Regions from separate parts of the Mus musculus genome. Here all the other regions are linked to region 1. The links are chromatin contacts, called in public promoter capture Hi-C maps. All regions are on one chromosome and are shown on one strand. Each heading gives the region's core, a stretch centred on a gene start, on an enhancer-like site or on the middle of the called end of the contact. The rest is flanking DNA. Distances are from core to core; before and after follow the strand shown.

Region 1 (3,778 bases), core at 386-2,885:
CAGAAACCGTCTCTAAACAACATATTGGTGGTTGTTGTTAAAGTGGCCTTTTAAAAGGGGTTCACTCTGCTAAAAGGAGGCTCATCCTGATAATTGCAATCACTAACAACTAGAGAAAAAAAACTAAACCTTAAGTACAAGCTTGAAAAGTAACTTAAAACGTATTAATTGGGAAACGGTTAAGACTCAATATAAACTAAGTTTAACAGTAACTTTACTTAAATAACATATCGCTCCCACATGAATCCACAGAAGAGCAAGACCAGAGGGAAAACAGAAGGTAGCAAAGGACCACTTCGCTCAAGGGGTGAAGAAAAGCAAGCCTTCACTATCAGGGAAGGGAGAAAACGAGAATAGGAAAAGGAGGGACTGAATTTTTCAAAGAAACTTCCAAGTATTTGTTACCCACTGGGCCAATTCTCCACCTACAGGTTGGATAAGACCTCCCCCACACACCCAAACCCCATCCTCAGCCCAATTTTCCTACCATTGGGGCAAAATCAGACCCTCCGAGAGGAGAATAAAAGTTTGATCCAACAGCCCCCACCCCAAAATGGGGCTGACGGGTGAGAGCAGCTGCCTGGCTGGCAGGGAATGGGTTCTCTCCTCTCTTCCCTTTCGCATCATGTGCTTTGCAGGCGCCATGTTGAGCTAACAGGCCGCTGCTCCACTCGGGGCCAATTCCCTATACCCAACCCACCGACAGCTCGCTCCCAGGTCCCCCTTCACCTCCTTCCAACCCACAGAGCACAATTCCCCAAAAAGGACACTGAGGGAAAGCCCCTCCCCACCTTCCCAAGGGCTTAAGATGGTTTGTTTTTTAACTCTTTCGCTCCCCAAACACCAACTGCCTCTAAGTATTTCCCCCATCCGAAAGGCTGTCCCCGATGCGTGGAGCGTGGGGACGTAGTCAGAGGTGGCCTAAATAGGGAGTTGGTAAGCGGAAATGGGGCTCCACCCTGCATCCTCCCCGCTCCCTCCCGAAAGAGGCCCACGCTCCCAGCCGGGGCCAAAGACCAAGCCCGAGTCGGGGGTGGGGGGTTGGAGAGGAGGAACTCCGTCCCCCTTCGGATGGAAGCGAGACCTGGGATGAGGCTGACACTAAAATCAAGGAGTATTAGAAGAATAGGAGGCTGCGGGGTGTATAAAAACCTTGGCGGTTTGGGCCTCGATGAGAGAGACGATCTCCTTGGCGAAGGGCAGGTTCTCCTCGGCTAGAATGGTCAGCATATTGATGTGCGGTTTGCTATTGAAGGTCAGGTCTTCCAGCGACGACTGATAATCCCGACAGGCGTCCTCCCGGGCCCCCGCAGCCCCGGCCTCCGCCGGCGTCTGCTCTGACATTGCGCCGCGGCCCCCCTCCGAGGTCCGCCGCCGCCGAAGCTGAAGCCGCTCGACACCCCGCCTCCCTTCCGACGCCTCGGCCTCGCTCCCCGGGTCTCCGGCGGCTGCGGCTTCACCACATGCTGACCACGGAGGGGGGATGGGGGACGACCCAGGGGGAACCTCGGGGAAGAAACGCCGCAGCCTCACGGGGAATCTCCGTCCGCTTCCAGCCGCCGCCGGGGCTTCTTTCTCCACAGACACAAAATGGCGGCGGCAGTGGCGGCTCCAGCTCCGAAAATGTCTGTGTTCCCAACCGCTGCGTCGTGCGAAATGAACTAGGGGAGGGGAAATGTGCGGTAAGGGGCGGGGCCGTTGGAAACACCAGGCGGGATTGGCTGGCCCGCGCGTGTCACAGGCCCCGCCCCCGGCCCTTCCGCAATACGTCCAAGCACCGCCTTCTTCCTCGGTCGAGTCTCGGCTTTCGCAACACCTCCGGCTCGGAGACGCGGTGCAAAGGACGGTCGGCTCTCATTGGCCAATTCGTAAGGGACTGTTCGGTCATTTGTTACCATAACAACCCATCCAGGGAAGCCAGTAGAGGACGGAGGCTCCAGAGGACCGGCCCAACCAGTTTATGAAAGCTGCACCAGGCCCCTTCCTATGCACTCCTCCAACCACTGGGCGACTCCATCAACCATCCTCCTCCCGCTTGCCTCCTGGGTGCGGGCGGGGGTTGGCATGAGCTGGAAGAGCGAAAGCCTCCAGTCAAGGCCAGTCGCCCCGTCTCAGGTGCTCCCGGGAGCCTGGGCGGGGCTCGCTGAGCCAGCTGTCCCTCAGGCATTAAGGCGGAGACGCCTGCCCTACCCGGAATCCAGACTGGAGTAACTCCTGCTAACTGCCACACTCATAAAAGCACCTAGACAGGCTTGCAGGAGTTGAGTCCCCAGGAAAATGCTTTTATTAGGAGGTGCTATGTGAGAAAAGCTTTCCCAGAGGAGCTGGAGATCTTTTGAAGAAGTCACATTTCTGGAAGGGTATTCACAATAACCTAATAGCACTCACCTCTTCAATCTGCTACATTTCCAAATGGCCTTAGAATAAATACAATATCTGAGCCATACTTGATGGCTCAGGCCTTGAACCTCAGCCCTCAGGAGGCAGAGGAAGGTGGATCTCTTGGAGTCGAGACCTGTCAAGTCTAAATGTCAAGTTCCAGTCCAGCCAGGGCTACTTAACGAGTCCCTATCTCAAAAAAACATAACACTTAATCCCAGCACTAAAGAGACAGAACGGAGATCACTGATTTCAAGGACAGCCTGATCTACAGAGTGAGTTCCAGGACAGCCAAGGCTACGTACAGAGACCTTGTTTAAAAAAAAAAAAATACATCTGAGATATATGGAAAAATACCTTAGATTTCTATAATCTGGTTTTTAAGATACACAAAACAAATAGTTTGTCAGAGCCTTAGTGAACTATGAAGCACAGTGGAGGGATAGTTCGCACACACACATACACACACAAACTGATGACACGTCCACTCCATGCTATGGTTAAAGGGAAGGCTTTTATTGTAGATATAAAGAAAGAACTGCCATGGCATCTGGAGAATCCAGAGCAGAGAAAAAGATAAACCGAACACGACCATCAGACCATGGCCATGGATGTCTTTGAGAGAAGGGAGAATAGCGGCGGATAGACGACAAAGATGGTAAGAGAAGGAAAAGCAGAGCAGAGGAAGAGAAAAAAAAAAAAAAACCAGCAAGAATAGCAGGGTTATAAAGAATGAGGAGCTGGCAGAATGGAAGCCTGTGGGCTGGAGGGAGGTTAGGGTACCTGAGGAGGAGAAAAGGGCTAGGATGCTAGCATGCACTTTGAAGACTGTAACAGGTATTTGTGGTACCAGGGAGCCTGAATGCCAGCATTTGTGTGCTTTGATATCCTGATAGGCACCAACGTAACCACATATGTCTTTTGGACAGAGGGGAATTGGTTTCACAAGTTCCTGAGGAGTGCTGACTTTTATATAACTGCCAGAAATCCTCCTACAATCCAGACTGAGCCCATTTCTGGATATTTAAACTGCCTTTTGGAGTTTGAGGAGTTGGGGTTTCCTTTGAATGTGAAAATTTGGGGATGGTTTGGTTTGGTTTGAGAAAGTGTCTCACTGTGTCCCTGGCTAACCTGGAACTCTCTGGGTAGAGTAAGCTAGCCTCAAACTCACAGCATTTTGCCTGCCTCTGCTGGGATTAAAGGCTTGTAACACAGTGCCCAGTACTACTTTTAGATTTTGTTTTTTAAAAAATAATTCCTCAGTTTGGTAGATATATTCATATTCTCTCTCTTGTCCTCATTCTCTTTCCCTCTCCCTCTCCCATGCCTCCCTCCTCCCTCCCTCCTCTCTATCTCTTCAATACTGGACATCAAATCCAGGGTGGCATACATCCGGGCA
Region 2 (3,759 bases), core at 1,018-3,517, 2.7 Mb before region 1:
AAGAGCACCGACTGCTCTTCCAAAGGTCCTGGGTTCAATTCCCAGCAACTACATGGTGGCTTACAAACCATCTGTAATGGAATCTGATGCCCTCTTTTGGTGTGTCTGAAGACAGCTACAGTGTACTTAAATATATCAAATAAATAAATGTTATAAAAAAAACCTAAGGTTGTGGTGACGAAGGCTTTTAATCCTCCAGCACTGGGGAGGCAGAGGTAGACAGATCTGAGTTTGAGGCTAGCCCGTTCTATAGAGCAAACTTCCAGGACACCTGGAACTACACAGAGAAATCCTGTCTTATAGAAATAAAAGGAAAAAGAAAAGACTCAAAGAATGAAAATTAGGTTTGTAAGTTTCAATAGGTGGTTTTTCTAGCAAAAGAATGGAGTTAAGTTCTGAGATGCTAGTAGTTCTATTTGTCCTTCATTTTCATTTATGTCTAATGATATACAATTCCAAGCCCCCAAAAAAATCTTGTCTTAAAGAAATATCCACTGGATATTTATCATATAAATTTAATGTTGGGCAAATAAAGCATATAGCCGGAAATTCCCTTCCAGATTAGCTCACAACATAACACAGACTCTACATAGGGTTTCATTGGTTTGTTTCGTTCTGTGGTAATGGGGTTTGAGGCCACATTTTGGGCTTACAATAATTCTGAGCTGGCTGTGCTGGCACACACCTTTAACCCAGCACTTGGATCTCTGAGTTCAAGGCCATCCTGGTCTGCAGAGTCCTAGGACAGCCAGCCAGGCGTACAGAGAGAAGGACCGGTCTCAAAAAAGACAGGAAAAAAGTGTTTTAACTACTGAACTACCCCACCACTGTTTTAGAGCCAGGGTCTAGCCTTGCAACTGTGGGTCTCCTCCCTCAGCCTTCTGAAGAGCTGGAAATACAGGTGTAAGACACGAAGCTGGGCTTTATTAATGGCAGACATCTGAGGAACACGTTCTTCTCAAATTGTTTCTTTCATCTTCCAAACCCCAGAGCTCCTACTGGGACATTCCAAAAGCTATTGACCAGGGTTAGCACTACCTCACCTCCACAGGAGCCTCCCATTCACTGCAGACAGAAGTCCATGGTTTCTTGGAACCACGTGTTTTTCTTAAGAGCAGCGTGTATAGAATACATTATCAAAAGCTGGTGAAAACGGAGGCGTGGAGCTCTCGCTTACCACACGTGAGGCACAATTTAACAAAGAGGTTGCAGTATTTAACAAAACAAGGAGAAACAAAACAAGAATAGCTCTAAAGAGAAAGGAGTCACGTCTCAAGACGGATACATCGCTGGTTTCTAAAGAGCAAACAAGATTCACTCTGGTTACTCCTCAACCACTCCCGCACTCATTTCATTTCATTTCATTCTAAGGCTCTGGCTAAGCAAGGGCATCTCTCTGACCAAAAAGAAAGCATTGTACTCGAATCCTTTAGTTATCACAGGTACGGCTCACACCTAAATTTCAGTCATTTCTATTAAGCAACTTGCAATTATTGTATTTTAAACTGGGTCGGTAAACTTCTGAAAGGGGGGGGGGGGCCTTCCAAAGACACCAAAAAGGAAAAACAAAACAAAACACCTTCATTGTCCGGAAAATTGAATTTTTCCGAAAACCACTTAGCTTTAGATTACAAATCTCAGCTTTACTTCTAAGTAGCATTATCAATTTACAAGAGTAATTACTACACTATCTACTGAGTGTACGTTCCTGAACAGCAAAGAGAGAAAGACTAGCTCACGAGTTACCACGGTTACGGCGAAATGCCGTACAGAAGGCTGAAATTAACAAGTAACTACAGCACTCAACCCAGCAGGTGGAACAAAATCCGCACTCAACAAAATGCAGTCACATCCTGACAGCCTCGCAAACACAGCTAAGAGTGGGGCCAGCGTCCCATTGCCCGTCCGTCGCACACGCCCAGGAAAAAAAGCACAATGACCAGGTTTCCCCGCGTTCCAAGCGCCGTGCACCGTGCCACCACCCAGCTCTCAGTCACCGACCCCTTCCTGCCACCGCCCGGGCCATCCTCACCAGCCTCCCCGCCACCAGGCAGCCAAACATGGCAGCGCCCTCGGCGCCTCTGCTAGGCCAGCGGGCACCTCAGGCCGGACACCAGGAATTCCGCAGCCACTGTCCTAATTGAACTCAAGAACCTTCCAGAATTTGCAGGAAGGAACGTGACCCTCCACTACATAACAACACAGGAACGCATCTGGGCCGGCGACCTCTGACCCTTCCTTCCTAACTTGCACGCCTCTCCGGAACGAGTACTTCCGGGTCATTACACCCATTTCCTCCTTCTAAGGTAGTAAGGAGGAGCTGGTATCGCGCTAAGACTACAAATCCCATAGTGCAGTGCGCCAGCCTCCCAGAGGGCGAGCCGGGAGAATTTGAAAGTTACTACTGATAGTACATGATTTCCGTGCCTGTGTGAGTCAAAGTTTCTAAAGGTGGTGCTGGGAGAAGACCTTTCTGGCGGTTGTGTAACATTTTAGGAGTAACAATACGCCTTTGCCAGAATCGTTTCACCCAGCCTCTCCTTTCAAAAGCTTAATGGGATAAATATTATCTCCGTTTTATACGGAGGGCAATTGGTTCGGCATAACCTGCCCGGAAGCTTGAAAAATTGATTTTTGGAGCGTAAATTCAAGTTGCAACCAACTTACTGCATTCTTCCTGACAAACATTATATCAAAAATGTTAATATATTTTTATCTCATTTTTATGGCAGTGTCTTATTACCTAGCCCAGGTAGACCTCGAACTTGTGCACTCCTTTCTCAGCCTCCAATTGCTGGAATTATAGGCGTGGACCACTAAAGCTATAGAGGTCCAGAAGTCCTTTTCCCCACTAAATACTAGTTTTAACACGTAGTTGTGTTCTTGCTTATATTTCTTGTAGTGCTTCACTTGTGCTTCCTCCCCGCCCCAACTAATGTGCTGTACAACTGTAGGCAAGCTATATAACAGCTTCATCAGTCAATCATCTGCAAACTGAGACAAATAGACCTATTGGGTTGCTGGAAGGATTAAATGATGAATTAATTGATAACTGCCACTAAGAATAGGGTCTGGTGCTGCTTAGGGAGTTTTGTTGTAAAAATGCCTTTTAAAAAAAATAATAATCTAAGTTTTCTCACTTTGGGGAGTTGTTTTCCAAGACAGGGTTTCTCGATGTAGCCTGAGCTGTTCTGGAACTCACTCTAGACCAGACTGGCATCAAACTCAGATCTGCTTCCCTCTACCTGCTAAATGCTACAATTAAAAGTATCTGATACTAGCTGGGCGTGGTGGCGCACACCTTTAATCCCACACATGGGAGGCAGAGGCAGGCAGATTTCTGAGTTCGAGGCCAGCCTGGTCTACAAAGTGAGTTCCAGGACAGCCAAGGCTACACGGAGAAACCCTGTCTCAAAAAGCCAAAAAATAAAAAAGTGTGTGACACTGCTGCTCATCTTTTGGGATTGGTGTTTGTTTGTTTGTTTTTATTCATTTATTTGTCTCTCTGTTTGTTTGTTTTTTAAATAGACAAGGTTTTGCATAATTTAGACTAGCCTGGACCGTGCTGTGTAGTCGAGGATAATACTGGATTCCTGATCCTTCTCCTCCACCTCCCGAGGGCTGGCATTACACACACACACAGCCCCATAACTGACTGACTTGTCCTTTGAGTTCTGGATGCATTTCCAGAAAAGGCTCATTGGAAACACAAAACATTATCTAAAGGAAGTAGCACCAAGGATCGACCGCCACCGCCAC
Region 3 (3,417 bases), core at 728-3,227, 2.2 Mb before region 1:
AAGTTCTAGTTTCAGTTTCCATAATGAGTTATACGATGCACAAAATGGTTAGTGTCACTGGGCTTCAGGGTGGTTTTTGTTTTTTCATCAAAGCAAAAAGACAGCTCAGTTTCCTTTGGGTATGCATAGTCCTTCAAATTTAAGATAATCTTTTGAAACACTTTTAGGTAAAGACATTTTAAGACTATGGAATCTTACCTGTCTGATTCTGGAAGTTGTTTAATTTTTCTGGATATGATATTAAGTATTAAATCATCTTTGCTAGTACTTGGTTTATGACTTTCCATCTTGGACCTAAAAAAAAATATAACAATCCCAATTTAAAAAGTATATCTAGAAAAAGTCTTTTGAGATGCATAATTATGTAAGAGATGTAGATTAACTTAATGTATATATAGCATATAAGATTTCCCTCTCCCAATACAGCATACCAGAAACCTGAACAAGAAAAGCAGCGCATAAGTTTCTAAGACACTCCACAATCTTGATTTTCTAAGCAATTACTACATACATGAAACATTAAAAAAATGACTTAATTCAGACATGGTGACATGACTGTAGTTGAAACAGTTGGGGGGTGGGCTCAGGGCTGTCCTTGATAATACTGGAATTTGAGGCCAGCAGAGCTACATGAAAATTTATTACAGGAAAACAAAAATCCAAAGAATTTGTGCTAGACAAGTGGGGTGGAGGGGTGATGCAACAGACAGAGCCTCACATCATGAGAGAAAGCCAACATCCAGTAAACAACAAAAACATGAGGTGGAAGCTAAGATAACAGGGATGTCATTAGGTACACAGGTAATTAGTTTCACTTGGAAGCATTCAGGAAAGCTGTGACATCTGCTGGTGGAACTATAAGTTGTATTTCAAGTGTAATAGCCACTTTGTAAAGATGATTAGGTGTCAAGGGTTAGAAAGGGCTCAGTAGTTTTGAGAGAACACTATTGCAAAGAACAAGGGTTCCAGGGGACTGGAATCCTCTTCACCCTTCATAGGCATTGCAGGCATGTGGACACATGATGAAAGATTCGAGCCCTAGCACCCACGTCAAAGCTCACACACAGCTGTAACTTCAGGCCTAGGGTGATCTAATGCCCTTTTCTGGCCTGAGCAGGCATGGTACACATAGGATGAATATCAGTGTAGAATGGTGGATTCGTTTTTACTAGATTGGGCTCTTTAAAAACATACTTCCTGGTGACAGGAAAAAAGTCTGCAACCTGTGGTGATACCTCTACTATTGGGAAGCTGAGGCCGGAGGGTTGTGAGTTCCTGGATGTACTCCAAGACCCTATTTCAAAAGATAAAACAGTAGTAGCAATAAACCAAAACTCAGAAATAACCTGATAATAAATCAGCCTGTCTTGGGTCACCATTCGTATTAGTTAGCTGTGACAGCACTGGAACAATGTCTTACCAAATCTTGGGTACCTGTTGTATATATACAATGATTTGGAAAATGCTGCATGTGCAAAATTCCATAAATCTTGACTTAAAAATTAACCTCGAAAGTAAAATACAGATTTAGCGGTTTAGATCAGGATCCCAGGATTCAAGTCCTGTTTCTTCTTCCTGGTATTATTTCTCAGTTAATAAATCCCCATCAAAGACAAAGACACCTTGAAATACTACAAAGATCTCTGAAAGTTTCTGCATAAAAACCAAGCATCGGAAAATTAAACGTAGCAATTTGTAAATTGGCAGTGATTCTTCAACTCAATCAATTCAGCCAGGTCTTCCCCCTCACGGGTGGAAAGTGAAGACCGGGTCAGCACACACAGCGTTCCCCACCCTCGTGGCCACCCCGCGCCTCTCCCAGCGCGACATTGGCACAGCTACTCACCATTCGGCAGAATGAAGGCAGCTAATGGCAGCCTCCCCAGCCGCCGGTGCTTGCCCGGGTCCTCCCGCGCCGAGTCTACCGCAACCTTCGCTAGGGTCGTCTGAGCTCCATCTTTGGCTCACACGTGACTCTGTCTCCGCCTCTGTTTCCTGTCCACGGGCTTCCGGTCCAGGAGACGCTAAACTGTGGACTAGCGGTGAGGACTGGCGAGTCCGCTATAGCCCATCCCGGGTACAGCCTGCAGAAACAGCGGTGTGGCGGTGGCTGGGCTCGACACCACCCCGCCTGGGCACGCAGCCCGACTTCCGAGTCCCCGATCCTGGCGTAGGTTGCATGGCAGCCGCTAGGCTACGGGCTGATGAAGGCAACGTTGGCAGTGAAGTTAGCCTGAGATTGACTTTTTGCTCCATCTCGCTCTTGGATCTTTGTGCCATGTTATGCTGTGGGTGACTTCCAGCAGAACGTGAGCAATTCCAGAGCGAGTGCTTTTTTTTTGTTTTGTTTTGTTTTCCTCAGCATTCCCCATGTCCTCTAGAACACTGCTTCTGTGAAACAGGGTTAACGGAATGTAGTGAAAAACTAACGGTTCAAAAGTAAGGGAGCCGCACGTGATAACGTACGCCTTAATCCCAGAATTCAGTAGCCTGAGGCAGGGGGATTTCTGTGAATTCCAGGCCAGTCTGGTCTGCGTACAGTGTGAATTCCAAACAAAACAGCCAGGGGGAGGCTTAGGGTATAAGTCAGCACCACTGGGAACCAATGTTGTGAGTTTCCGTCTCAGTTTTCATCTGCATCTGTAAAACAGGAAAGGACAAAATTCTTTACCTGGTTATTTTGTAAAATTGTGAGTAGACTATAAAGACGCTTACCAAACTGAGAGGCCTGGAATTTATCAGAAGACTAATGAGTAAGATCCCTGTCCCGAAAGATTCCTGTCCCGAGAGGCATCAAGTCAATTCTAGTTTTTTTGTTTTTGTTTTTATTTATTTATTTATTTATTTATTTATCTATCTATTTATTTATTTCTAAATAAGACTGTACTCCAATTCCTGTGGAACCAAACCCCGGTCCTCTGCAGGAGCAGCAATTACTCTTAACCAATGAGCGGGGTGTTTGTTTGTTTTTCCCCAGTCCTTTTTACACTTTCCTTGTCCGGTGCTGGCATTAGGGTAGCGCTGACTTATTAGTGTCATTTAGCAACTGTTCACTTTTGGGAGCGTTTGTATCATTTTGATGTCATTTGCTGAATGTTTGGTAGAATCATCACGGGAGACTTCTAAGCCCAGAGTTTTCCTGATTGATAGAATTGTAATATAAATTCAGCATCTATAATAGATATTTCACTGTTCTATGCGTAGATACCTTTTAGATTGAACATCAAAACTTTTCTCAGAACAATTGAAATGTCCATTTGGTCCAAAATTTCAAGCTTATTGGATTAAACTGTTGATAAATATTTCCTTATGTTTTTAATATCTGTGTATCCTGCAGTGACCTCATATGTCTTCTCTTGATAGTGTTTTATTGAATCTTTGAAGCCTGATCAGTCTAGCTAGTGTGATCTTAAAAAT
Region 4 (3,672 bases), core at 605-3,104, 2.7 Mb before region 1:
GGTTTGTAATCTTATGTGCTTCATCTATACATCCACAGTATTCTGCAGGATATGGTGGTGCATAAATGTCTTCTAGGTACTGAGAGGGTTAAAGCACGGAAGGTAACAGGTGTGAGGGCAGCATGGGGAGAGTCTATGTTGAACAGGGAGATTCTAACTCAAACAAACAAACAAAAAATCCCTTTTTCTGAGAGGACCCCAAAGGGTTCAATAATGTGTCAAAAACACACATACCAAAACGTTAAGTCTTGTCCCTCTTTGAAGGGACCGAAGCAAAAGCTAACTCAATCATTCAACTATGGATAAATTTAGAAAGCATCAAAAAATGTACCTTAGGAGTTTGGAAAGATAAAATGAGCTTTCACTTAAATTTTTTCCCTGACAATTTCCTCATTATAAATTTGACATTTTCATTAAAGTCTAAGTAATCATTATACGAAAGGCCAAAGCCTCTACGCTACCCTATCAGAATATAAGTATCTAATTATTAGAACACGTGTCTAGTACTCTTTACAACGCTTGCATAGTATTTTTTTTTTTTTTTTTTTTTTTTTTTTTTTTTTACGGGGCGGCATTTCTCTAAGCACCGACTTCCCTTAATCTTCACACTTGGCTCAAGTACAGAATTTACCACGGTGGCCTGAAATCTTCCAATCCCTTTACATTAAGCAAAAACTTTCAAACTGTTCCCTCCTTTGCCTTAATCAAAGGTGGCTCCCCCTCTACGATCTTCTCGATTCTACTCCTTCCACAAAAAAGTCGACACGAAGGCACACCGCACTTCCATGGAAAGGGGCATACATAACCGCACGGTCACGTAAACCCAAGCCAGAGATCTATACTTTCCATCCTGAAGATCCCGTAGTGCTCTACAGTGACACAGCCCCTCGGATCCTTACGAGGACCCTTCGTACCAACTTTCCTGGGGAAAACTGAACCTCTTACCTCGAGCATGCCTTTTAAACCAGTAAGTACAATCTCAGATTCGCAATCAGCGTCAAGCCCCCAAAGGCACAAACTCCGTCTCCCACGCAGGGACGATCTGAGCGGACCTCGCAGACCCTTTGGGACCTTTAATCCGCTCCTCGACAACTTTCTGCTTGCTATCTGCCGCAGTCCCAGCTCGAAAGCCCCAGCCAAACCGGACTTCCCCGCACGCCTGCGTTCTCCTGAGCGCGGGTGACACCTTTCCCTCCCCCCACGGCCGCCCGCCCGCCGGCCCCGACCGCAGTTACCAAAGAACCTGAAACTTCTACTCCACAGTCCCGGGACAGGCGGGGCTGCACTCACATTTTCGTCTCCCGAGAGGTCCGGGTTGCTGTTCTCGTCGCTGCTCAACTTCTGCTTCTTGGCCGCGGGCATGTCTGTTCCCGCCGGCGCAGTCGACACTTCCCTCTCGGACATGTTCCTCCGCCTCCCTCCAGGTTCTTGCCGCCTCGGGCGGGGCCTCCGCCACACCGCCGTCAAGCACGCCCGGCCCGAGCCTGCCGCAAAGCTGCCGGCGCCGCCACCGCCGCCGCCCCCCCCACTGTCGCAAATCGCGCCCAGCCGCCGAGGCGGGCGTGCGTGCGACCCCGCCACACTGCTGAAAAAGGGGCGCGCACGCGCGCGCCCTCCCGCACGGCTTCCCGGCTGCTTCCCGTCCCTTGGTCCGGGCGGGCGGTTTTCCCGCCGCCCTCTCGACACTTTGCACCGAGGCGTCGGATCTGCTGGCTCAGAGGGCAGGGGTTTCCTACGTCCCCCTTCCCCACCAGCGCCTAGAGACGAGGCGGAACTCAAAGGGCTGCTCCCTCACCCCCTTCCTGGCCAAGACGTTTCATCCGCAATTGGCTCAATCCTTCGATCTCCGACCCGCTGCAAACGAACGAAAGTCTGTGGCCTGGATCGGCCCACCACTGCTCCCGAGGGAGGGGGGAGGAAAGAGAAGTCACCTCTTGTTTTAGGGGGTCTGTGTCTACGGTCCCTGATGCGGAGCTCGGGAGAACAACTTCGAGTTAGTGTTTACGGAACTTCTCACAGCCTAGATTCTTTTTTTGAAGGGAGAGATTCAAAATCTATAGGCTGTTCCCTGCTCGCCTCCCCCATCGGGCACATGGACGGGTCCCACCTGCAGGTGCGCATGCGCTGAGGCGTATTCTCGCGCTGGGTTACGGAGACGACAGGCCGCCTCCTGGCCCCTCCTCCCCTCGGTTCTGTCTGCTGAACCAGGTAGTCTTTCCACCGGTTTCTGAAGCTTCGGGGAGGATTTCAAAACGGTACCAAATCAGTGCCTACGGACACGCCTCCGTTCTGGGCAGATATTTTATCTAATAAATACTTATTACAATGATTGGTTATATTCAACCGGTTGGTGCCACTATTGGCTTAAGTAAGCCTGTATTTTAAATTACATATTTAGACTTAAGTAAAAATACCTTGTGATGCATGATACATTCTAGTAATCCAACATCGGAAGGGCAACAACGGAAGTACTGCCTGCTCGCCTCAATCTTTAGATCATCCTGGTCGACATAGCAAGTTCCGAGCCAATCAAGGCTATTTACTAAAAACCTGTTTGAAAAAAAATTTTTTTAATTGTATGGATCGGACAGAGTATGGGGGCATGCCTTTTATTCCAGCACTAGGGTGTCAGAGGCAGGTCGATTGCAGTGTGTTAGAGCTACACACTGGTTTGGTCTACACGAGGAGTTCCAGGACAGCCTGGGCTTCGTTATAGACCCTCTTTCCAAAAATAAATAAATAAAAATTACATGGTTCTGAATTGTCATAATTCATAGTCTTAAGTGTTCGTTTTAGCTGTTGAAAGCTGAGGCTCTAGGAAACTGACAAGACCTATAAGTCACTGTGAGCAACTGCATGAGTTTGTGAGACTTAGGTAAAAGGCAATTTTTTAATATAGGGAAAGGTAACTAAATTTGCCCGTATCATTAAAAACTCTTTAATTTTTCATTTTTAGATTAAAAAAAATGTGTGTATGAGTGTGTGTATGTCTGTGCCCCACATGTCTGTACTGGTACACAAAGTCAGAGGATGTTGGATCCCTGGGACTGGAGTCACTAACGTTTGCGAGCCAGCCTGTAGCCAGTCTGTAGCCAGCCTGTAGCCAGCCTGTAGCCAGCCTTAACCACTGAGCCAGCTCACTTGTCCCCTCAGGTACAATCTTGACAGACAAATAATAAATTTGTGAGCCTTGTGGATTTGGTGGGTGTATTGTTAAGCCATGGGAATGTCTGAATGAAGAACTTCCTCTCCTCAATTATAGGACAGAATTGTTTCTATATTGTCATTTGTCATTTGTGAAATGAAGAGGTAGAAATTATAGGACAGAATTGTTTCTATATTGTCATTTGTCATTTGTGAAATGAAGAGGTAGAAACAGACAAGACATTTGCTGGGCACCCACTTAATAATAAAAAGTATTTTCCTTTCGCCCTCCAGTGTCTTAGTCTTTCAGAGGAAGTTTATGTAAGCTAAATGAGACAATTTAGGTGAAAAAGTTTAAATGTTTATCTTTTCTGGAAAAGTTGCTGGGAGATAAAACTTTGAAATTTGAAACAAAGGTTTACTTTGCTTTACAATTATTAATTTTATGATTAAGATTTTAAATCAACTTTTTATTGATTCTTTGTGAATTTTACACCATGCACTCCAGTCCCATTCATCTTTGTATCT
Region 5 (3,610 bases), core at 97-2,596, 2.2 Mb before region 1:
TATTCCTCCTCCTGCACCCTCAATAAATCTTTTGAAGTTCTTTGCTTTAATTTAGAAAAAAAATCTATCGATTTTGATGTTACAGAAGTTAATTTGTACTTAACAAAATACATTTTTAAATGTGGAAAAACTATTCAATAAAGATCTCTGAATATCTGTTATGTGTGTGGGCCTTAGGTAGGTAGGGAGGGAGGGAGACAGTTATTCCAACCCGGAGAAACAACTGATGTTAATATTTTGAGAGTTTTTCCTGTTCTTAGAAAATATATTTTATAATTTCAGTTTGTTATATCACATAACCATATAAGGTAATCAACAAATACAATGTTCACTATATGTAAAACAAGAAGAGACACATTCAAATTTTCTGGTCATTTGCTCTTTATATTCTGGATGAAAGTCAGTTAAGAGTGTCTATGCTAACTAAAAGTGCTTTAACTGTATTGAGAGCCAGTAACTGTCCTTGTGGGGAGCTGTTTGTTTGAAATAATCTGAAGAAGAAGGAGGAGGAAGAGGAGGAGGGGGAGGAGGAGGAGGAGGAGGAGGAGGAGGAGGAGGAGGAGGAGGAGGAAGAAGAACCTTGTGCAAAGCTTCTGCCATCTACCTCATAATAATTAAGAAGCTTGGAATCTAAATATCCAAAAGAAACAGCTAATTGAGCATTATCATGTTTAAAGGGAAATCATAATTAATGAGAATTATATCCATTTATTTTTACTGACTTTGGTGGATGAAATACCATCTAATTTTTGCTTGCATTTGTTGGATCATTCTTGAGATTCATTGCTCAGCTGTTTCTGTCTCGTTTTTAAAATGTATTTATTTATTTCTCTTTCAACATGGTGCTCTATTAATGCTTCTAAGGTTTTTATTAATATGTCAATCTTATCTGACACTTTTATACACACTCGACTATCACTCTTGGCGTCTTGTCAAACAGACTTGTATCTCCATGTTTCCAGTGTGCAAGGCACAAGTGTAATCAACCATCATGGGGTGTGTTGTTGTTTTGGTTTGGTTTTTGGTTTTTGTTTCTGATTTGATTGCATCTGTATTGTTCATTGCGTTTCTGTCTGTCCATTTATTTTCCCAATAGATAAACAGGAGGATTGAGTGTCTAACTAAAGGTGTCCACTCCCAAAGATAAGGTTAGAGTTAAGGGAAACAAAAGAAATTTCATTTATAGCAGCTGAGCTAAGACTTGGGTCCAGACTCTCCTTTGTGTGCACCCATGGCGAATTGTTTCTATAGACAGCAGTTTCTTTTCAGAATAAAGAGCAGAGTAAGTCACTGTAAGCTTACTTTGTTTACTCTTATGAGAAATCAGGATTTGTAGAGAATAGGAAGCTGACTTTGTGGAAGGCTTATGTCTTTGCGGCACAGGCGGGACAGTGGCAGTGAACTAAGAACTGTGATTGGTTTAAACGACATGCGTAGCCTGACCAGATTGGCCCTGAACTCCCCCTATTACCTCACTGCGTTCTGCAGGCCTGTCCACCAATTATAGGACTCCTTACTGGAAAAACCAACCGCTGGAGAGTGCCAAGCGTCCATAGCAACGCCCCTTTGAAATCAGAAGGGGGAAAGACTGAAGTCAGTTCTCCCGCAGAGCGCGTCTATGCCGCAGGAGGAGAAGACTCTTAGGATGGATACCCCACCCCCCGACGAGATCTTAGGAAAACAAAACGAAAACCTGCAAAACCAGGATGAGGAATTGGGGTTTAAGGAAATGGACGGTCTGAGAGAAGCTTTGGCCAACCTTAGGGGACTGTCTGAGGAGGAGAAGGGCGAGAAGGCAATGCTTCGCTCCCGCATCCAAGAGCAATCCCAGCTCATCTGCATCCTGAAACGCAGATCCGACGAGGCCCTGGAACGCTGCCAGATCTTAGAACTGCTCAACTCGGAGCTGGAGGAGAAGAGGCTGCAGGAGATGGAGAAGTTGAAGGCCCAGAGTGAGCACATCCAAAAGCTGGAGAATCACTTCATGATCCTGGCATCCAACCACGAGCAGATGATTCGCTTCAAGGATGCGCACAAGAGTGAAAACGTCAAGCTGAAAGAGGAGAATGCGAGGCTGAGGCAGGAAAACAACAGCCTCTTCAGCCAGGCTCTGAAAGACCAGGAGGCTAAGGTACTGGAGCTCACTACACTCAACAAGGCCCTGGTGGAGGAACTGGAGGTCTTGAAACAGAGATGCGCTCACGAAGCTAGCCAGGCTCAGGCCCGAGAGGAGGAGCTGCTGGGCCTGCAGAACCAGCAAGCCTGTGACCATGCCAAGGAGACCGAGGAGCTGCGCAGCCAGCTGCAGAGCATCAAACAGCAACACCAGCAGGCCACGGAACAGATGGGAAAGGAGCAAGAGGCTAATCTCAACCTGAACCAGGAGCTGCAGGCCAGGCTGCAGACTGTCCTGCGAGAGAAAGAGGAGCTGCTGCAGCTGTCCATGGAGAGAGGCAAGGTGCTTCAGAACAAACAGGCTGAGATCCGCCAGCTTGAGGAGAAGTTGGAGACAGCAGCCATGGCTAAGAAGCATGCGCTGGAACGCTTTGAGCAAGAGGCAGTGGCCGTTGATAGCAACCTGAGAGTTCGCGAGCTTCAGCGCAGGGTAGATGGGATCCAGAAAGCTTATGATGAGCTGCGTCTGCAATCAGAAGCCTTCAAAAAGCACAGCCTGGATCTCTTAAGCAAAGAGAGAGAGCTTAATGCCAAACTCCGCCATCTCTTTCCATAAGAGAAATTGTGCTTCCTGTGGTCTCCAGTCAATATTTCAAGTCCATGTGCCTTAGATTTATGGCAAAAGCAAAGATAATTCATTTACTATACTTTTAAGTACAAAAACTACTTTACTATGACGTTGTTGTTGTTACTGTTGCAAAGTTAATGTTAATTTTCAGTTACACCCACTAGAACACATTTAAGATTAACCAGTGTTCCCCGCTGTACCTTCAAAGGTTTCTTAAGATTATCCGTATCTTCTACCTCATAACTCACTCATTCTCAGCCTCAGACATCTTCCTATAGATAGCTTGAAAAGATGTATGATTTAATGGATCCTAAAATAAACATGCTATCGTGGGGGAAAAAAGGGAAGACACAGCCCCATTAGCCATTGCAGAACAATAGGCTTACAACACTGTAGGTGGGCGTATAAACAAACAGAAGTCAGCATGGTAGGACAAAAACTTCTCAGCAAAAAGGCTCTAATTGGATCTGATTTTGTATTAGCTTGGCAAAGCAAAAGTTTGATCATTCACTTGTGTGCCAAAGTGTAAAAGCTAGCTCTGATACATTCATTCTATTGAGCATTAAGATTCAAGTTCGTTACATCAACCAATTCTAATATTTTCTGCAAGTCTATCTTACTTCCACTTTCTTGGTTTTTCTCCTTAATAACTGAGAGGATTTAGACATTCTCTATTGAGACTATTTTACAATATGCTAATAGGCAAAAAAATTACCTCAATTTAAGGTAACTAGTCATAGCAGATTTTGGTAGCAGCTCATAAATTGTTTTCTGTTTCTGTCAATACATTTTGTGTAATTTTGTGTTTTAAAAGTCCAAGCTGAATGCGTATATGTGTACTTATGGCATTCTTTGTAGGAATAATTC
Region 6 (3,256 bases), core at 535-3,034, 2.6 Mb before region 1:
CACGGATGAACTTTGAAAGCATCATTATGTTTAGTAAAAAAGCAGTCATGAAGAAACATATACACATACAATATACATATTAACATATAATTATATACTATATATAAACACATAAATATATATTAATACATAACTATATATTATGTGTATGTAGGTATATACCCATTAATATTAAGTGCCCAGAATGGGGACAATTTTTAGGGATGTAAAGTGTACTAGTGGTTGCTTATGGTTGGGCATAGAAGTGAGTATGGGACAATTGGCTGGGAGTAACAGCTAAAAGATCTTTGGCTTCTTTTTGTGGTGATAGTTGTACAACTCTGATATGATGTGCTGAAAATGATGGGAGCACAGGCTTCAAGTGGGCAAGACTGCAGAGCATGTGAGTTACCCCAGTATATTCCTCACCTTACAAACTTTAAAAATCATTGCATTGTACATTTGTAAGCGGTGTAAAATACACACACACACACACACACACACACACACACACATATATGTATATATATATATATATATATTTTTTTTTTTTTTTTTTTTTTTTTTTTGAGCCAGAGGCTTGCTAAGTCACCCAGGCTTGCCTCAAACTCACTATGTCACTCATGCTGACATGGAAATTTTGGAGATCCTCTTGCCTGTCTCCCTAGTGCTGGGATTACCAACATGTCCCAGCAGTGCTGGCTCAATGGGTAGATGCCCTCTTCTTTCTTGGTGCTGGAGTTTGTGCCACCAAGCCTGGCTGATAAAGCTATTTTTAAGAAACCAAAGCATGCGGGGTACAGGGTCAGGCAGATCTCTGTGAGTTTGAGACTAGTCTAGTCTACAAAGCAAGTTCTAGGACAGCCAGGGCTACACAGAGAAACCCTGTCTCACAAACCAAAAAGAAAGACAGACAGACATACACACAGACAGAAAAGAAAGGAAGAAAGAAAGGAAGAAAGAAAAACACAACCTGGCTGTTGCTTTGAATGCATCTGTATTATTATTGTTGTTATTGTTATTATTATTATTATTTGTAAAATAATGAAGGCTGAAAGCGACTGAACATCAGGTGAGATATAAGAGCAGTGCATAAAATTTGGAGTTCAGAAACCTGGTTCCGTTCCTCATCTTTTTCTTTTTCTTTTTTTTTTTTTTTTTTTTTGGTTTTTCGAGACAGGGTTTCTCTGTATAGCCCTGGCTGTCCTGGAACTCACTTTGTAGACCAGGCTGGCCTCGAACTCAAGAGATTCACCTGCCTCTGCCTCCCGAGTGCTGGGATTAAAGGCGTGCGCCACCACGCCCGGCTTCCTCATCTTTTTCAAAAGAAATATTTTTATATTTATTTGTATGCAAAGGTGCATGCATGCCATAGCATGCCTGTTGAGGTCAGAGAACAAAGTTCAGAAGTTCATGATGCAGGTCCCAAGCATCAAACTCAGGTCATTAGGCTTAGCAAGCACCTTTATCCACGGACCCATCTCACCCGTTCACCGTTCCTCTTGCCACTGCTCACTGACCGTTTCATACTATTTTCCCATTTGCAAAGCAGGAAAATTAGCTCTACCTTACATGGGTGCTTCTGGGCACAGAATGTTTAATGGGCTCATTTTCTTGTCTTTTAGGGTTGTTTAAGCCTGAGGTTAAAACAGCATGGTGATAAAGTCCACTAATGTATGAAAGGGATTTGAAAGTTAAGTCTTCTATAGAAGATAAGCTAACATGGGTCTCAGTCACGGCTGTGTATCAGGAAGTAAAACCAGCCGAGCCTTGACCTTTAAAAGGAAGCACTACCCCTTTGTCCAAGTGCCTTATAACATGTCTTTATAACTGGCTGTGTAAGAATGAAGAAAAGCTGTCCATCTTCTGAGAAGGTATGCTGCTTATAAAGGGAATGTGCAGGTTTGGGTTGGGGGACTGGGAAGGAGGCTGACATAAAGGATCAAAGGTGTGTGGTGCCAAGTTACCATAGCAACGTGTTCTGCTGCTCCGCGCGGCTTGCAGTCTTGGGCTTGCCCCCAGATGGATGAGGCGCTTGGCAAACGCCAGAACCAAGCTTCTCTGCATGAAATTATTTTCTCCATATGCAGCTAAGAGAGGCAGATACCCTTTCCCACAAATGATGTGCAAAAGGAAGAGCCTGGGTTTTTACAAAGCAACTTCCTCTCCTTTCTTAGAATGAGACCAGAGAGTCCACGTCTCCCTCCAATGCCTGGGATGTGAAGTACTCAGTAGATAGCTGGGTCAGGAGCAAATGATCAGAATTTACGCAGACGGCCAGAGTGGCAGGGAGCATCATGGCTTATTGGCAAGAAGCGGCTCCTAAATTATATCAAGGACTCTCGGAAAGGAGAACTCAATTCACACGGCACACACTTCACTGTCTGTTGCAAGCCACACAGTGTGTTTATGTCTGGATCTGGCCTTTATTAAATTTCTTCAGCCTGTGGCACATTCCCCTCAGATATTGTGTTTATTATTCAGACAGGGCAGGGAGCTGCTCCCCACCCGTGCCCCTCAATCTTCTGTCCTGCACATATCTCAGATGTTGTAGGGACAGCGTGTGACAATGTCTGCTTAGTGGACATTCCGTTCTCAACCTTTCCGAGATCCTGATGGAAAAGGGGGCCTGCCCTGGCCAGCATCTGGGCACGTCATCTTTTCCTTATAAAGAGCAGAGACAACCTTCCTGGAGCCGGGGCAGCTGTTTTTGTAATCAGTCTCGTAGGATTGAAAAGCATCGCTTCAACCCAGGAGTGGGGCTCTCAGTTCTACCTCTGGGGACGGTGTTGAGGGGGTCTCATTGCTCACGAAACCTCTGTCTGCTTCTCCTTCTCTACAATAGTCTTGCATTTTTGGCACATCCTCTGGGACTCTGCTTTCCTGGAAGACATTTTCTTTCTGTAACTCCTCTGCCGCTTCATCAAACCTCTCGCCAAAGTGGGGAAGAGAATCATCCCCCACCCCGCAGATTATGTGAACTGCCTCAGCCTGCAAGTGGCCAACATGCTGGCAGTACCAGGAACTCTCCCCAGTTAATCCCCACAGTGGCTCTGGGAGGCGAATATTTTTCATTCCTGTTTTATCTTTGAGGAATCAGGTCTTAGGGAGATCATATTAGCAGTCCCTGGCTGGGCTATTATTTAAGTGCAGGTTCTGAGTATACACATACAGCTAAAATAGCCAAAAGCAGCAGGCTCAGTCATTAAGTTTTGCCATTGTCAAAACTTGGGGGGAGCAAAGGAAGACACAAACAGAACCCTAATAACTCTGAGGT
Region 7 (3,635 bases), core at 834-3,333, 2.5 Mb before region 1:
GCTCTCCTGAAACTATGTTCAGGCTGGCTTCAACCTCACAGAGACCCACCTGTCTCTGCCTTCTAAGCACTGGACTTAAAGGTGCATTATCACCACCATAACCACCACCATCACCCCCATCAACACTACCACCACCACCACCATCACCACCATCATCACCACCTCCATTACCACTACCCATTACCATCACCATCACAACTACCACCACAACCAGCACCAGCTCTGACTGGGTAACTTTTTTGTTTTTGTTTTTCAAGACAGGGTTTCTCTGTGTAGATCAGGCTGGCCTCAAATTCAGAGATCAGCCTTCCTCTGCCTCCCAAGTGTTATAATTAAAGGCAAGTGCTGCTGCCACCACAACCCACAGAACTGGTTAATTTTTAATAAGCATACATTGATCAATTCTGGAGGCTAGGAGGTCCCCGAAATCAAGAGCTTGGTTATTTTAGAGCACAAGGCAAAGAGAAAGAGAAAAGAGTAGGAACTTCAAATACTTTTATAGTTAGTATTAATCCGTGTATGATTTAAATGCTTCCCATTAGGCCACATCTTAACACTCTTGAGGATTAAAATTCAACATATTAATTGGTGGTATGGGGGTAGGGCATGGGTGGGCACATTGTGGAGACACAATCTTTAGAGAGTTACTAGACAATTTTAGTGCAAAAACAATCCCACTATAGGTTCAGAAAATATTAACTGGATAGTTGGTTAAACAATGATAAAGAAATTAGCTAAGAAATTAGTAGAATAGTTTGAGAATAAAAGAAATTATAATGGATTAAAACTTGCACACACATGTGGGTCACGTGAACATGCATACATGAGTACACACCACAGACAAAAACCAACCAAACAAAAATTCCCGGTCATTCCACTGCCTGATAAACACAGGGTACCAAATTACAAATGGAATGCAGATGCACCAAAGGGAGTTTTACAGTTTTGTGAATTCTCAAGCTGGTGTGACAAGAATGAAACCTGCAGCCTTAATAAGAATTGTGAGTTCTTGCCAAAATCACCGTGCTTCAGAATGGCGTGTGAGATAGAAAGGGAATGTGAAGAGACCACAGAATTCCTCATACCACACACAATTTTAAACATCTATTAGCTTTTCATCCGTTGAGAGTTAACAGATTTAAGCGCAATATTCTAGATTTGGTTGGCAGATGGTGTACACAGATTTTGAGTACGCTCGAATCTCATTTGAAACTAGCAAGATTACATAGAACCATGATGGTAACTTAACATTCACAGAGAATTTAAAATTTATCCCTAACTCTTGAGTTAAATGTGGAGCACTAGTAACATTTAAAAAGGCTTTGTTCATAGATCTTCTGGATTTCATAGATCTAAGTCTCGGGATGTAATACTGGTCTAAAATGCCTACAGGGCAGAGTCAATATCTTTCCATGGAAATCTGGCTCACACAAGAGGAGAAAAGAGGCCAAAGGGAAGAAAGGCTAAACCAGGGGAGATCGCAGGTACTGATGTCTGACTCTGAATGGGACTTCTCCTTTTACCGAGCTGTCTCACTTCCTTCTATGGTGTGGACCTTTAATCTCGCTGGTTGTCAGCCTTGTAGGGTCAAGTTAATCACTGTTGACATCACCCTACTACTTCCCTTTTCAAATTCCACTGAAGCTATGTGTTTCCTGTCGTATTTGACACCGCAGAGAATGAATACCGGGCTGGCTTCTATCTAAATTTAGACTGGCAGGAACGTGGCGACTCTTAGTAAGTCGAGATAAACAAAACTAGGTGACGTTTCCAACACTCTCAAAGAAGACGAGGGGGTGAAAAAAAAAAAAAAAGCCCCAAAGCCCTGTTACTAAAAGGGAGAGCGGGGTGCATTTGAAGAGGCCTGTGTGTAGGCTCAGAAAGAGACTGGCTGGAGCCGTTTTCTTTAAGGCAGGAGGAGGGCCGTGGGGTCGGCGCCAAATTGAGCGAGGCGAAGCCCCGGAGCCCAGGCACCTCCAGTTCGGGGTGAAAACTACGCACAGGCAGCAGCTGCCTCACCTCTTTGTCAAGCCCACGGCGTCAGCCTCTGACACGAGGGCGGGCGTCCTCGCCTCCGGGGTGAAAGAGGGGCGCAGCGGGCCGCCCCTCCCCCCCGCCCCCCTACGACACGCGGGGCCCTGCCTCGGGCGACCTGTTGGCAGGGCGCGTCACGTGACGCGGCGGGCCGCGCCGTCCCCCGCGGGCGGGCCTCCTGTTGCGCCCGCCGGGCGGGTTCCACCACGTAGCGCGCGGGCGCCGCCCCGCTCTTCCCTCGCCGGAGCGAGGGAGGGGGGCGCGCCGGAGAGGAAAGGGAAGGGAGAAGGGGCGGGAGGAAGCGAGCAGGGGGCGGAACCCGAGTCACGTGACCTAGGGGCAGCCCGGAAAGCTCCGAGGAGGAGCCTGGCGCCGCCATTTTCCTGCAGCTGCCTGGCCCTCTTACCCGGTCGGGCTCCAGCTGACCAGGGAAGGGGTGGGCCGAGGCTGAGGCGCGGGACCCGGGAGTGGCCCCGACTTGGTGTGGGAGCCCGCCGGGGGAACACGCGAGCCGGGGCTCTCGGAGCGGGTGGCGGCGCGCGGCCCTGAGCCCCGCCCCAGGCCGGCAGGCGGGCGGGGAGCCGGTGGGGGTAGGGGGTGCGGTGGGGGGTGGGGACCCTCGGGCGCTTGGGGGTCCCAGGCCCCGCCGGCTGCGGAGCGGAAGGGGTGGCGGACGAGCCGCAGAGATGTCTGGCCAGAGCCTGACGGACCGAATCACCGCGGCCCAGCACAGTGTCACTGGCTCCGCGGTATCTAAGACAGTATGCAAGGCCACGACCCACGAGATCATGGGCCCCAAGAAAAAGCACCTGGACTGTGAGTGAAGACCCCCCGCATCCTCTCCCGACCCCTCTCCATCGTCCTCCTCTCTCTCTTGGGCTGCCTCTTCCCTCCCTGCGTCTTATCTGCACGATGGCTCCTGTGCCTGGTCGAGCTGTGTGTTCTTTTCTGCTCCCATCACACCTGCCTTTAACGGCCTCTGCTCTTCTCTCAAAAGAGAGAAAAAAAATGTGACAATCCATTGCGCCCCCAGAGATCCCCTGAGACCCTCGCCTCCTAGCCCCCGGCACCACCAAGCCCATCGCGCTCCACCAACTTGCCTCCCACCCAGCTCCTCACTCAGACTCCTCTCCCAGCTACTGCAGCCCCTTTTGCCCTTCCATCCCACCCGTCCCGTACCTCCTAGCAGCCGTCCGCTCAGTGATTCCCCGGCTAATGTCTCCAGGACTCAGGCTCACCGCCCCATTGTTCCATTAGCTTTTTAAAATTCCCTTTCCTTTCTTTTTTTTTTTTTTTTTTTTTTTCGTATTTCCGTACTAACTCTGCTTGGTGGGACCAGATTTCTGTCACTTCTCAGCTCTTGAAGTGTTTTTCCCCTCCTCCCATTTCTTTGTGGTTTCCTTTTCTACCTTTCTATCTACCTTTTCGGTCATCTTTGCCATTCTAGCTTCCGTTAAGTTCCTTTGACTTCTTGTCACCTCCTTCTTTCAATACTATGCCCAGTTACTCGGCTTTTATTCCATTTACGCTTGTGGGGAGTAGAAACAAAGGGATTCAGTGTGGTGTGGGGAAGGCTTTGTGGGAAGTTACTATTTTTATTT

What was found. Promoter capture Hi-C pulls out the DNA fragments that hold promoters and counts their contacts. Capture Hi-C pulls out chosen DNA fragments and counts their contacts.
Region 2: a contact with region 1 is called in a promoter capture Hi-C map of liver, with 5 times the contacts expected there. The contact joins the promoter of Hikeshi here to the promoter of Pcf11 in region 1. A contact is called at or near these places in 2 of 39 promoter capture datasets (both in liver) and 1 of 115 datasets of contacts at active chromatin or transcription factors (embryonic stem cells).
Region 3: a promoter capture Hi-C map of adipose tissue shows a contact between it and region 1, with 6 times the contacts expected there. The contact joins the promoter of Tmem126a here to the promoter of Pcf11 in region 1. A contact is called at or near these places in 11 of 39 promoter capture datasets (the C10 cell line, the HPC-7 cell line, cranial neural crest and 5 more), 10 of 484 Hi-C or Micro-C datasets (B cells, CD4 T cells, LSK cells and 6 more), 5 of 115 datasets of contacts at active chromatin or transcription factors (cardiomyocytes, embryonic stem cells, extraembryonic endoderm stem cells and 2 more) and 3 of 9 other capture datasets (adipose tissue, liver and pancreatic islet).
Region 4: a promoter capture Hi-C map of liver shows a contact between it and region 1, with 4 times the contacts expected there. The contact joins the promoter of Eed here to the promoter of Pcf11 in region 1. A contact is called at or near these places in 5 of 39 promoter capture datasets (the C10 cell line, cranial neural crest, embryonic stem cells and 2 more), 2 of 484 Hi-C or Micro-C datasets (B cells and CD4 T cells), 3 of 115 datasets of contacts at active chromatin or transcription factors (astrocytes and embryonic stem cells) and 1 of 9 other capture datasets (adipose tissue).
Region 5: a promoter capture Hi-C map of liver shows a contact between it and region 1, with 8 times the contacts expected there. The contact joins the promoter of Ccdc89 here to the promoter of Pcf11 in region 1. A contact is called at or near these places in 6 of 39 promoter capture datasets (the 3T3-L1 cell line, cranial neural crest, liver and 2 more).
Region 6: a contact with region 1 is called in a promoter capture Hi-C map of liver, with 7 times the contacts expected there. The contact joins the promoter of E230029C05Rik here to the promoter of Pcf11 in region 1. A contact is called at or near these places in 2 of 39 promoter capture datasets (liver and pre-B cells).
Region 7: a promoter capture Hi-C map of liver shows a contact between it and region 1, with 6 times the contacts expected there. The contact joins the promoter of 2310010J17Rik here to the promoter of Pcf11 in region 1. A contact is called at or near these places in 2 of 39 promoter capture datasets (liver and pre-B cells), 1 of 115 datasets of contacts at active chromatin or transcription factors (astrocytes) and 1 of 9 other capture datasets (adipose tissue).

What each region holds. Positions count from the first base shown.
Region 1 is chr7:92,668,277-92,672,054 of GRCm38.p6, forward strand. It overlaps Pcf11 (PCF11 cleavage and polyadenylation factor subunit), which reads right to left and starts at 1,636. Exons shown (of 16, transcript NM_029078.3): 1 at 1,153-1,636. The coding sequence starts at 1,344.
Region 2 is chr7:89,938,937-89,942,695 of GRCm38.p6, forward strand. It overlaps Hikeshi (heat shock protein nuclear import factor), which reads right to left and starts at 2,268. Exons shown (of 5, transcript NM_026304.3): 1 at 2,033-2,268. The coding sequence starts at 2,062.
Region 3 is chr7:90,455,226-90,458,642 of GRCm38.p6, forward strand. Tmem126a (transmembrane protein 126A) reads right to left here and starts at 1,978. Exons shown (of 5, transcript NM_025460.3): 1 at 1,847-1,978; 2 at 199-294. The coding sequence starts at 287.
Region 4 is chr7:89,979,122-89,982,793 of GRCm38.p6, forward strand. Eed (embryonic ectoderm development) reads right to left here and starts at 1,855. Exons shown (of 12, transcript NM_021876.3): 1 at 1,291-1,855. The coding sequence starts at 1,404. RefSeq lists a promoter at 1,691-3,453, an enhancer at 2,114-2,150 and cis regulatory regions at 2,122-2,129, 2,325-2,332.
Region 5 is chr7:90,424,966-90,428,575 of GRCm38.p6, forward strand. It overlaps Ccdc89 (coiled-coil domain containing 89), which reads left to right and starts at 1,347. Exons shown (of 1, transcript NM_027298.1): 1 at 1,347-3,610. The coding sequence starts at 1,619. The coding sequence ends at 2,731.
Region 6 is chr7:90,027,375-90,030,630 of GRCm38.p6, forward strand. E230029C05Rik (RIKEN cDNA E230029C05 gene) reads left to right here and starts at 1,785. Exons shown (of 6, transcript NR_110365.1): 1 at 1,785-1,853.
Region 7 is chr7:90,127,853-90,131,487 of GRCm38.p6, forward strand. 2310010J17Rik (RIKEN cDNA 2310010J17 gene) reads right to left here and starts at 2,084. Exons shown (of 3, transcript NR_046007.1): 1 at 2,020-2,084. Picalm (phosphatidylinositol binding clathrin assembly protein) reads left to right here and starts at 2,361. Exons shown (of 20, transcript NM_001360867.1): 1 at 2,361-2,850. The coding sequence starts at 2,721.